Regions from separate parts of the Mus musculus genome. Here all the other regions are linked to region 1. A link is a contact called in public promoter capture Hi-C data. All regions are on one chromosome and are shown on one strand. The core of a region is the stretch at or near the end of the contact, and the rest is flanking DNA. Distances in the headings are between cores, read along the strand shown. Region 1 holds the start of Slc2a13 (solute carrier family 2 (facilitated glucose transporter), member 13). Region 2 holds the start of Syt10 (synaptotagmin X). Region 3 holds the start of Rabl2 (RAB, member RAS oncogene family-like 2).

Region 1 (2,700 bases), core at 198-2,697:
CAAGCTGACCACCAGGGGGTGCAGTTTTGCTGCTATGGGCTTGGGAAAGACTCAAGCCTGAATCTTCTGAAGTCTAAGTTATTGTTTCATTATTTGAGAGATAAGTCTGTGTTTAATTTCTCCTTGGGAAGACGGCAAAACCTTGCTTTAAAGTTACACGATACATTTAAAGTTATTCCTCTGAGATAACCGCCCCCCCCCCACATTTGGAGAAATGTGGTTGGAAAGTGAGATATTTTGGTGACTAAAAATCAAGGTGAAAGGGACGTTGGGAAAGTCTAATAACTTCATAGTGTAATAGGATGACAGAAACAATTTCTCTGAAGGAAACAAGCTTAAACTGCATGAATAGGGTTCGTGCTAAGAAACATTTGTTCAAATAAGGGAAGTAAATGAAGACAGGAATTGTTCACGGAAACCATGGGTTTTAAATTTCTTTTTCATTTAAATCTGGTGTCCTACGCCTGAAGAATGAGACTGCAGCAGAAAGACACTTGATTAGTCTCTATCTCCGGAAATGAAACAACATAAAATAATTTACAGAATATTTAAATCAACGGGAGGTTTCCAAACCAGCCAACAACTGGCAATTAGCAATTAAAACAACCATCCTCAAACCATTTGAAATTACTTTGTTTCAGGCAAATGGGGCATCTAAAATCGCTTCTTCAAATCAATGGGGCAGCAGCAGGAATTGTCAGGGAGAAGGTATCTTTTTAGGCTCGCATGCTGGGCAAGAAAGGTGGTAATTGCCAATCACACAACAGATCACATTCTTGAGTTTCCTTGTTCCACTTGGAATCAGCTAGTTATGTGAGAAGGTGATGTATATACGCACAGCTAAAGTTGCTTTACCTCTGGGAATCCACAGGAAGCCTTCTCGTGAGAGAAGAGTTGCTGTCTGTCTGTCTGTCTGTCTCTTGTCTCTCTGTCTGTCTGTCTCTGTCTCTGTCTCTGTCTCTCTTTCTCCCCTCAGAAAGTCAAGATGCAAATGCATTTTAGAAGGGCGGAATTTAAAGACGGAGTAGCAGGGAGAAAGGAAACTAGAGACACCAGTGACCATGGTCCCAAATTGCTCCAAAACAAACTAATTGCATGAGAGCCAAGGGACACGGACACTCACTGCAAAAGGACAGAAGTAGGTGAGTGTCAGGCAGTCTCAGCCACCTCGGATTGCAAGCAGGAGGGCAGAAGGAGTCTTTCACCTGATCCTTAGCCTGCTGTGAGCTTGAGTGCTCTGGATAGCAAGCAGCTCATCTGCAGCCAGAAGGCAAGCTTCCCTGTGTCCTGGTACCCTGACTCCAAAGAGCTCTTGTCTCCAGGGGACCTCCGCTTAACCCCGCCCACAGAGGGAGGTGGCAGCGTCCAGGGGGAGGAGTTCTTCTCTGTCTCCGCCCACCAGGGGGAGGTGGGTCCCATTCGCCCCTCCCCTCCAAGCGGGCAAGTGACGCACGACCCCGCCCCCGGCCGCTCCGTAGCGCCAGCTTAGCAGAGGCTGCGAGGCGGGTGGCTCGGGTGGCAGAAGAGCAGCGGCTCAGCAGCTGGCAGAGAGTGCGCGGCGCCCCACACGCAACTTCCCCGCAGCCGCCTCGGCGGCGTCCGCCTGTCCCATGTCCCGCAAGGCGAGCGAGGACGTGGAGTACACGCTGCGCAGCCTGAGCAGCCTGATGGGCGAGAGGCGCCGCCGGCAGCCGGAGCCGGGGGCGCCAGGCGGGGAGCGCAGCCTCCTGGCCGCCGAGTCGGCCGCCAGCCTGCAGGGCGCGGAGCTGGAGCGCGCGGCGCGCAGGCAGTTCCAGCGCGACGAGACCCCGGCCTTCGTGTACGCGGCCGCCGCCTTCTCGGCGCTCGGCGGCTTCCTGTTCGGCTACGACACCGGCGTGGTGTCGGGGGCCATGCTGCTGCTGCGGCGCCAGATGCGCCTGGGCGCGATGTGGCAGGAGCTGCTGGTGTCGGGCGCGGTGGGCGCGGCCGCCGTCGCGGCGCTGGCCGGAGGGGCCCTGAACGGCGCCCTCGGTCGGCGCAGCGCCATCCTGCTGGCCAGCGCCCTGTGCACCGTGGGCTCCGCCGTGCTGGCCGCCGCCGCCAACAAGGAGACGCTGCTGGCCGGCCGCCTGGTCGTGGGGCTCGGCATCGGTGAGTGGCCGCGCCCGCGAGCCCCACTGACCCCCTTGCTCTCCCCTGCTCCGCGGTCCTTTGGGGGCTCGGTGGCACGAGCGCCCTGGTGGCTGTGGAGGATGCGTTCCCTTCTCCCGGATTCCCACGTGGAATCTGCGGTCGCCCGCGGGTCAGTCAGCGCCGGACAGTCTGGAGCAATTCAAGATACCCCAGCTTTCCCCGATCCGGCCTAACCTGAGGCCGCTTGTTGAGTTTAGGAGGGTCTCCACATCCCTGCCATCCCTGAGAGTGATTTCCCCACTGCCAGTTCTCCTTTAGGATGCTAAGCCCACCGAGCTTTAAACGAACTGCGAACTGCAATAATTAGTAGAGTCAAGGAGTTTTGAACTCCAAAATCCCTGCTCCGTTCCAGTTCCATCTTCTCTGCAGTGGATCATTTTTAAATAGAACACTATTTTCTCTCCTTGCTTTGTGCTCTGTGGTTGACTTTCAACCTTTCCACCTTTCTAGATGAAATCTGTCTCCCTTTCCCACCCGACTTAGAACTTTTACTTTGGGCCAACATTCACCATTCTTGTTTTGCCT
Region 2 (2,700 bases), core at 56-2,555, 1.7 Mb after region 1:
GGAGCAAAGTGGTTCCCTGTAAATAGAGGCAGAGATCTAGGAGGGGCCCCAGGCAGGTGGTCAGCTACAGGTCTGGGGATGATTGGAAGGCAGGAAGGAAAGTGAAGATTGCATTGGCTACTCAGGCAGGTATGGCCAGAGGGTTTACAGGGAGTACCTCCAGGGGTTAGAGACTGAGATAAAGGGATTCAGTGAGGAGAAGTTCTGCATTATCCTGTGGGAAATGGGGGCTGAGAGAACTTTGTGGCAGCAGCAAATGGTCTTCTACAAAGCTGAGGATAAGACTGGCGACTTGGAATTGGAAAACAGAGAGTGAAGAACTATCTGATTCACGGGCTGGTGTGGAAAGGGTTTTTAAACTGAGTAGTTGCTTTTATCATAGCCTGTGGTAGCTTTATCATAGCCTGGGGTAACTGCTTTCTAATTTTATTTTGTATCTTCAGCTTCATTGCTGATTTACACCAACTTGAATTAGAGAAATTTAGACGGGGGTCGGGGGATTGATGCCCCCCATTAAAGCCCTTTGTTCTAACAGGCTGTGAAAAAGACTTCAAAACAATGTCTTTACAATTAAGAGTGCGCCTGTAGCTGATTGCACTGAACCTAATCCCCCACACTCGTTTGACACAGAAATCTTGTCTTCGCACTGTTTAAGCCGCCAGCAGAGAAGAAACTAGAATCAAGTGGCGTCTCTCAGTCACGAGTTATGATTTCAATAAATAAAACCCTGATGGATGGCATATTTCGTTCTGTAGATGACAGTGAATTCAAATTTTCCTGTTCACAGTGCCGGGTAAACCCAACTTCTGATGAACCTCACTGCTGGTGATAACAGTGTTCTTACCTAGAACGTTCTCTATCCCCAAACTATCATTGTTCCAAGTCGTTTAAAAACAAATTGTAAACAGGTGTCACTCTACCTCGCATGACCTGTCTTCTGATTACTTTTATTTAAAAATAAAAATAAAGATCCGCAGGTCTGGAACGGGGAATAGCTTTTCCTTTCTTTCTTTTTTTAAAAGATAAAGAATCGGGGAGGGACCAGGGAGTAGCAAAGTTGGATTGAAAGGGAGAAATGAAAAGAGTGTGACGGGGGCTCAGAAAGGTGTATGGAGGGCACTGTCGCCTCTGCCCCCGCTGCCCGCGCCAGCCTGCCATTGGCCGCGCCGCCCAGCACCCGGGAGGCGCCGTTCTGCGCGCCGCCGCCCCTCGCTCCCCGCCGGCTGGGCTCCGCGCGCGCCTCCGAGCGCTCCGAGGAGAAGCGCAGACCTGGCAGCAGCGTCCGTTGGCGCGCGCCGCCCTCCTGCGCCCGTGCCAACCATGGGGCCAACTCGCAACTCTTAGGGCTCTGCCTCAGACCAAGGGAGATCAACGGAGCTGCGAGCAGAAGCCAAGATGAGTTTCCGCAAGGAGGACGGTGTGAGCAGCCTGTGCCAGAAGGCGCTGCACATCATCACCGAGCTGTGCTTCGCGGGTCAGGTGGAGTGGGACAAGTGTTCGGGCATCTTTCCAGCCGATAGGAGCGGCCAGGGAGGAGGTGGCACAGGTAAGGGGATCCGCTTGCGCTTCCCGGGACAAGGGGCATTTTCGGGGCTGACTTCCTGGCTGGAGCTTATCTTGCCGGGCCTCGGGGGACTTGCTCGCTGGATTTGTTGCCTGCACCTGCTAGGTCTCTGCTCCCAGGCTGCTCTCGCGCTCTCCCACCTGCTGCTCTGGCGTCCCAGGGACTCGGTGCTCTAGCTTGTCCTGCAGGGTGTAGCAGAATCACCCAGCCTGGCAGGAGAATCTGCGCTTGGCCTCAAGGAACCTAGTTCTAGAGGGAAGGCTGTGTCGTCAAGCCCCAAACGCAGGAAGGATCCCTCAGCTCTAACTTTCAGATGCAACCTGTCGAGCTCTTCAAAGCTTCCAATGCCTTTTATAATGCATATGTAATTTTCTAGCGCTTCTTGGCTACCGTGGCGAAAGGGTAGGGACTATTGACACCAGGCACTCAGGACACTTGTCAAAAAAATGGAAAAGAGATTTTAAATCCTTTCCAGTTGCGTCCAGAACCTTGGAAGCAAATATCAGGGGGAAGAGATGTAATCAGATGACCCCAGGGTCACTTGATCGCTTTAGGAGATGCACTGGCTCCGTGCGTGGGGGGGTCTTGTCTCATTCACTTTGTTTTCTCGAGTCATTTTGGTCTCCAGGCAAGGGTTTCTACCTTCTGGGTAGCCAGGGCAACAGGTAAGCGCAACCGCAACGTCAGGCTCAGGAGAGAAGTGCAGAAGATGAAAGAAGAGTTATGGTTTCACCATCGACCCTAAGAGCTAGACAAAGGAAGGGAGAGTCTGGTGGGATGGGAATGGGTCTGGTTTAGCTGTGTCTTTGGGTTGTTTACATTGACTGTCTCCAAGGTTTCCAAATGCTCTGCTGATGGCAACAGAAGCAGGGCGGGGGGGGGGGGGGGGGCAGGGGGGGTTGTCTGAGCTTATCAGAACCAGGGACTCTTGAAGCAGAATGATACATTGTTGTTGCTGTCAGTGTGATAGAAGCGTCTTTTTTTTTTAAATGTATAAACACAACCAAAGCCATTTAAACCGCGTGTGTGAGTGTGTGTGTGTGTGTGTGTGTGTGTGATGCAAAGGATGTAAAAAAAAAAAAAAATCAAAGTGCTGCTGCTACTGTAAAGACCTCTGTAAACCGAGTAAGCTCGTC
Region 3 (2,700 bases), core at 159-2,658, 2.0 Mb after region 1:
TGGAAATTTTGTCCTCATCCCAAGCCAAAATTTATTTAGTCCTTTTTTTTTTTTAAGAAAAACAAAACTCAACAACTCAAAACACCAATTTCTAAAAACCAAGTATTTTAACATGATATAATCCAAAGATATACTAATTAGATAAATACTGTTTGAAATGCTGGTAGGAGAATATACAATAATAATAATAATAACAACAACAACATCCATGAAGCCTGAGGTGAGGAACTCCCACCTCCAACACACACACACACACACACACACACACACACACACACACAGTGTTGGAACTCATCCATCACTGAGCACAATAGCTTTGAACCTAGAATATTTCAGGCAGTGTTCTAGACTCTCTATGGCACTGCAGCAGGAGCATGTTGTAAAGCTGAGGTAAATCCCCAAGAGTCCATAAAGCGAAGGCTCCCAAGAGACACCACGGATACATTACAGTTTTTATTGTGAAATAATTTTTGATCTTTGCTATTAGGTCTCAAGCAATTGGCTAACTGAGGCGCCTATTTAACATATCAATGCAGACCTGGGTTCTCCCAGCATGCCCAGTCTCTACCTGTTAGAGGGTAGGGCTAGCATCCCCTGCCCCTACCCTAAACTACTCCAGCCCAAGGGCTGGGGGGAGGGGGGCTTTTCCCTAGTTGCCCCTCCATATATAGAGAGAGATTAAGAAAGTCAGAGCTCAGGGGCTCTTATGGAAGAGCTGGGGGAATGATTGAGGGCCCCCCCCCGGGGGGGGGGGGTATATGAACTCCACAGGAAGACTGACAGAGTCAAATAACCTGGACCCTTGAGGGTTCTCAGAAACTGAACCGCCAACCAAAGGGCATACACGGTTGGACACACAACACACACACACACACACACACACACACAGTAGGTGTGAAGCTCAGTCTTCATGTGGGTCCCCCAGCAACTGGAGTGGGGAGGGGGCTACCCCTAAAGCTGTTGCCCGTCTGTGGAATTCCTCTAGCTGGGTGGGCTGCCTTATCTGGCCTCAGTGGGAAAGGATGCACCTAGCCCTGCAGAGACTTAGTGTGCCAAGGTGAGAGAACACCCAAGGTCGGGGAAGGGGTGCAGGGGCTCTACTCTCTGAGAAAAGGAAGAGATGGGGGAAGGGACTGTGTGAGGGGGAGTCGGGTGGGAGAGGCAGCTACCGGTATGGAAAGTGAATAAATAAATTAAGGGGGGGTGTGTCGAGAAACAAGGCATCACATACTGCAGCAACCTGTTGCTGGCCATATGCCTCTCCAACCTGCGGTTCCCACTCCCACCGCAGACCAGTATGCCAGAGCATCCGCTCTGTCATCCCCGGGTCAGTAGAACAGATGCGCATCCTGGAAGGTGCCAGACAGACAGGCACTGCGCTAGCCAGCCCGCGCCTCGCTGAGGTCCTTCGGGCCATTGCCGGACAGCCCAGCTCGGGGTCCTGGTGCGGTCGCGTAGCAGCGGCAGAGACGCGGCCGAGCTGCTGCGGGACTGCAGTCATCTGTAAACGGGTAAGGCGGCTGGCTGCCTTGGCGGCCCAGGGGCTGTGGTGGGCGAGCGCATCTGCGGTGTTCCGGGTCCCTCTAAGCCTCCGCGAAGCCGAAAGTGCCTGGGGAACCCGCCCGAGAGGTGGGGCGGAGGGAAGGCGGAGACCCAGCCGAGAGCCGACCGCAGATCGCGGGTCCTTTATAAGGAGATGAGGGGTTAGGCCTGGTGGGCGCCTAAAAAACGTTTGTCCCACGAAAGAAAGCCCTCGTAAATCGCGAAGACACTGACAGTCACTGAGGGCTTCCATTGTGAGTCGATAGTCGGGGTTTGGCTTTCGAACGGACCACTCCCAGTCAGGCTGTAGTGTGAATGCCGTGCGTCCAGCTGGCGAAGAATCTGGATTATTGTACATTCGTACATTCGAAGCAGTGTTTGTCGAATCGGATTTGAATATGAAACGAGTGGACCGGGCTAGAGATGATGTTACGCACTGGTGTTGACACTGGATAGTAGTCACGTCTTATACTTGTGGAAATATGAGAAGTGTGCATAGAACTAGTTTACTGTTTATGTTTAACGTGTAACGTTCCTATATGCCCTAGTCTCCTGTTTACAAAACTGATGAGCAGTTAAATATCTGAGTTTAGGCAGTGCAGGACAAAGTCTTGACATGGTATTGTTTGTATCATCTACATTTAGGAATTGGGTAAAATTACAGAGCAGTAGTTCTCAACTTGTGTGACCCTTTTGGGAGTCTAATGATCCACTCTTTACAGGGCACACCTAAAACCATCAGAAAAATACAGATATTTTCATCACTACAGTTATGAAGTAGCAACTGGAATAATATTATGGTTGAGGGAGTCACCACCACATGAGCCACTAGTTGCAGCATTAGGAAGGCTGAAAGCCACTAGAGGTTTAAAAAGGACACCCGCAAAATAAAAATAAATAAATAAAAGTTTTGAGGAATTACCAAGGTGAAGGGACTGTGATGCTGATGGCAGCAATGGGACAGAGAAGGAAAGTGGTCATGAATGGGTCAGGCATCATAGATTGTACAGTTAATGTCTGCCTGTTTTTGCGAAATATCAGATTTCCATGTGACTTGGGCACTCTGTTGATGTTTGTTGCTTGTGTTTTTACAAGTAAAAATATGTATATAGAAAATGTATATATGCTGAACTTGTAAATCTAGTACAGAAGGTAGGG

The links. Promoter capture Hi-C pulls out the DNA fragments that hold promoters and counts their contacts.
Region 2: a contact with region 1 is called in a promoter capture Hi-C map of hippocampal neurons, with 3 times the contacts expected there. The contact joins the promoter of Syt10 here to the promoter of Slc2a13 in region 1. A contact is called at or near these places in 2 of 39 promoter capture datasets (hippocampal neurons and liver).
Region 3: a promoter capture Hi-C map of pre-B cells shows a contact between it and region 1, with 3 times the contacts expected there. The contact joins the promoter of Rabl2 here to the promoter of Slc2a13 in region 1. A contact is called at or near these places in 4 of 39 promoter capture datasets (the 3T3-L1 cell line, hippocampal neurons, liver and 1 more) and 1 of 115 datasets of contacts at active chromatin or transcription factors (astrocytes).

Annotation. Positions count from the first base shown.
Region 1 is chr15:91,572,008-91,574,707 of GRCm38.p6, reverse strand. Slc2a13 (solute carrier family 2 (facilitated glucose transporter), member 13) reads left to right here and starts at 1,447. Exons shown (of 10, transcript NM_001033633.3): 1 at 1,447-2,133. The coding sequence starts at 1,611.
Region 2 is chr15:89,840,465-89,843,164 of GRCm38.p6, reverse strand. Syt10 (synaptotagmin X) reads left to right here and starts at 1,305. Exons shown (of 7, transcript NM_018803.2): 1 at 1,305-1,546. The coding sequence starts at 1,396.
Region 3 is chr15:89,590,631-89,593,330 of GRCm38.p6, reverse strand. Rabl2 (RAB, member RAS oncogene family-like 2) reads left to right here and starts at 1,408. Exons shown (of 9, transcript NM_026817.3): 1 at 1,408-1,511.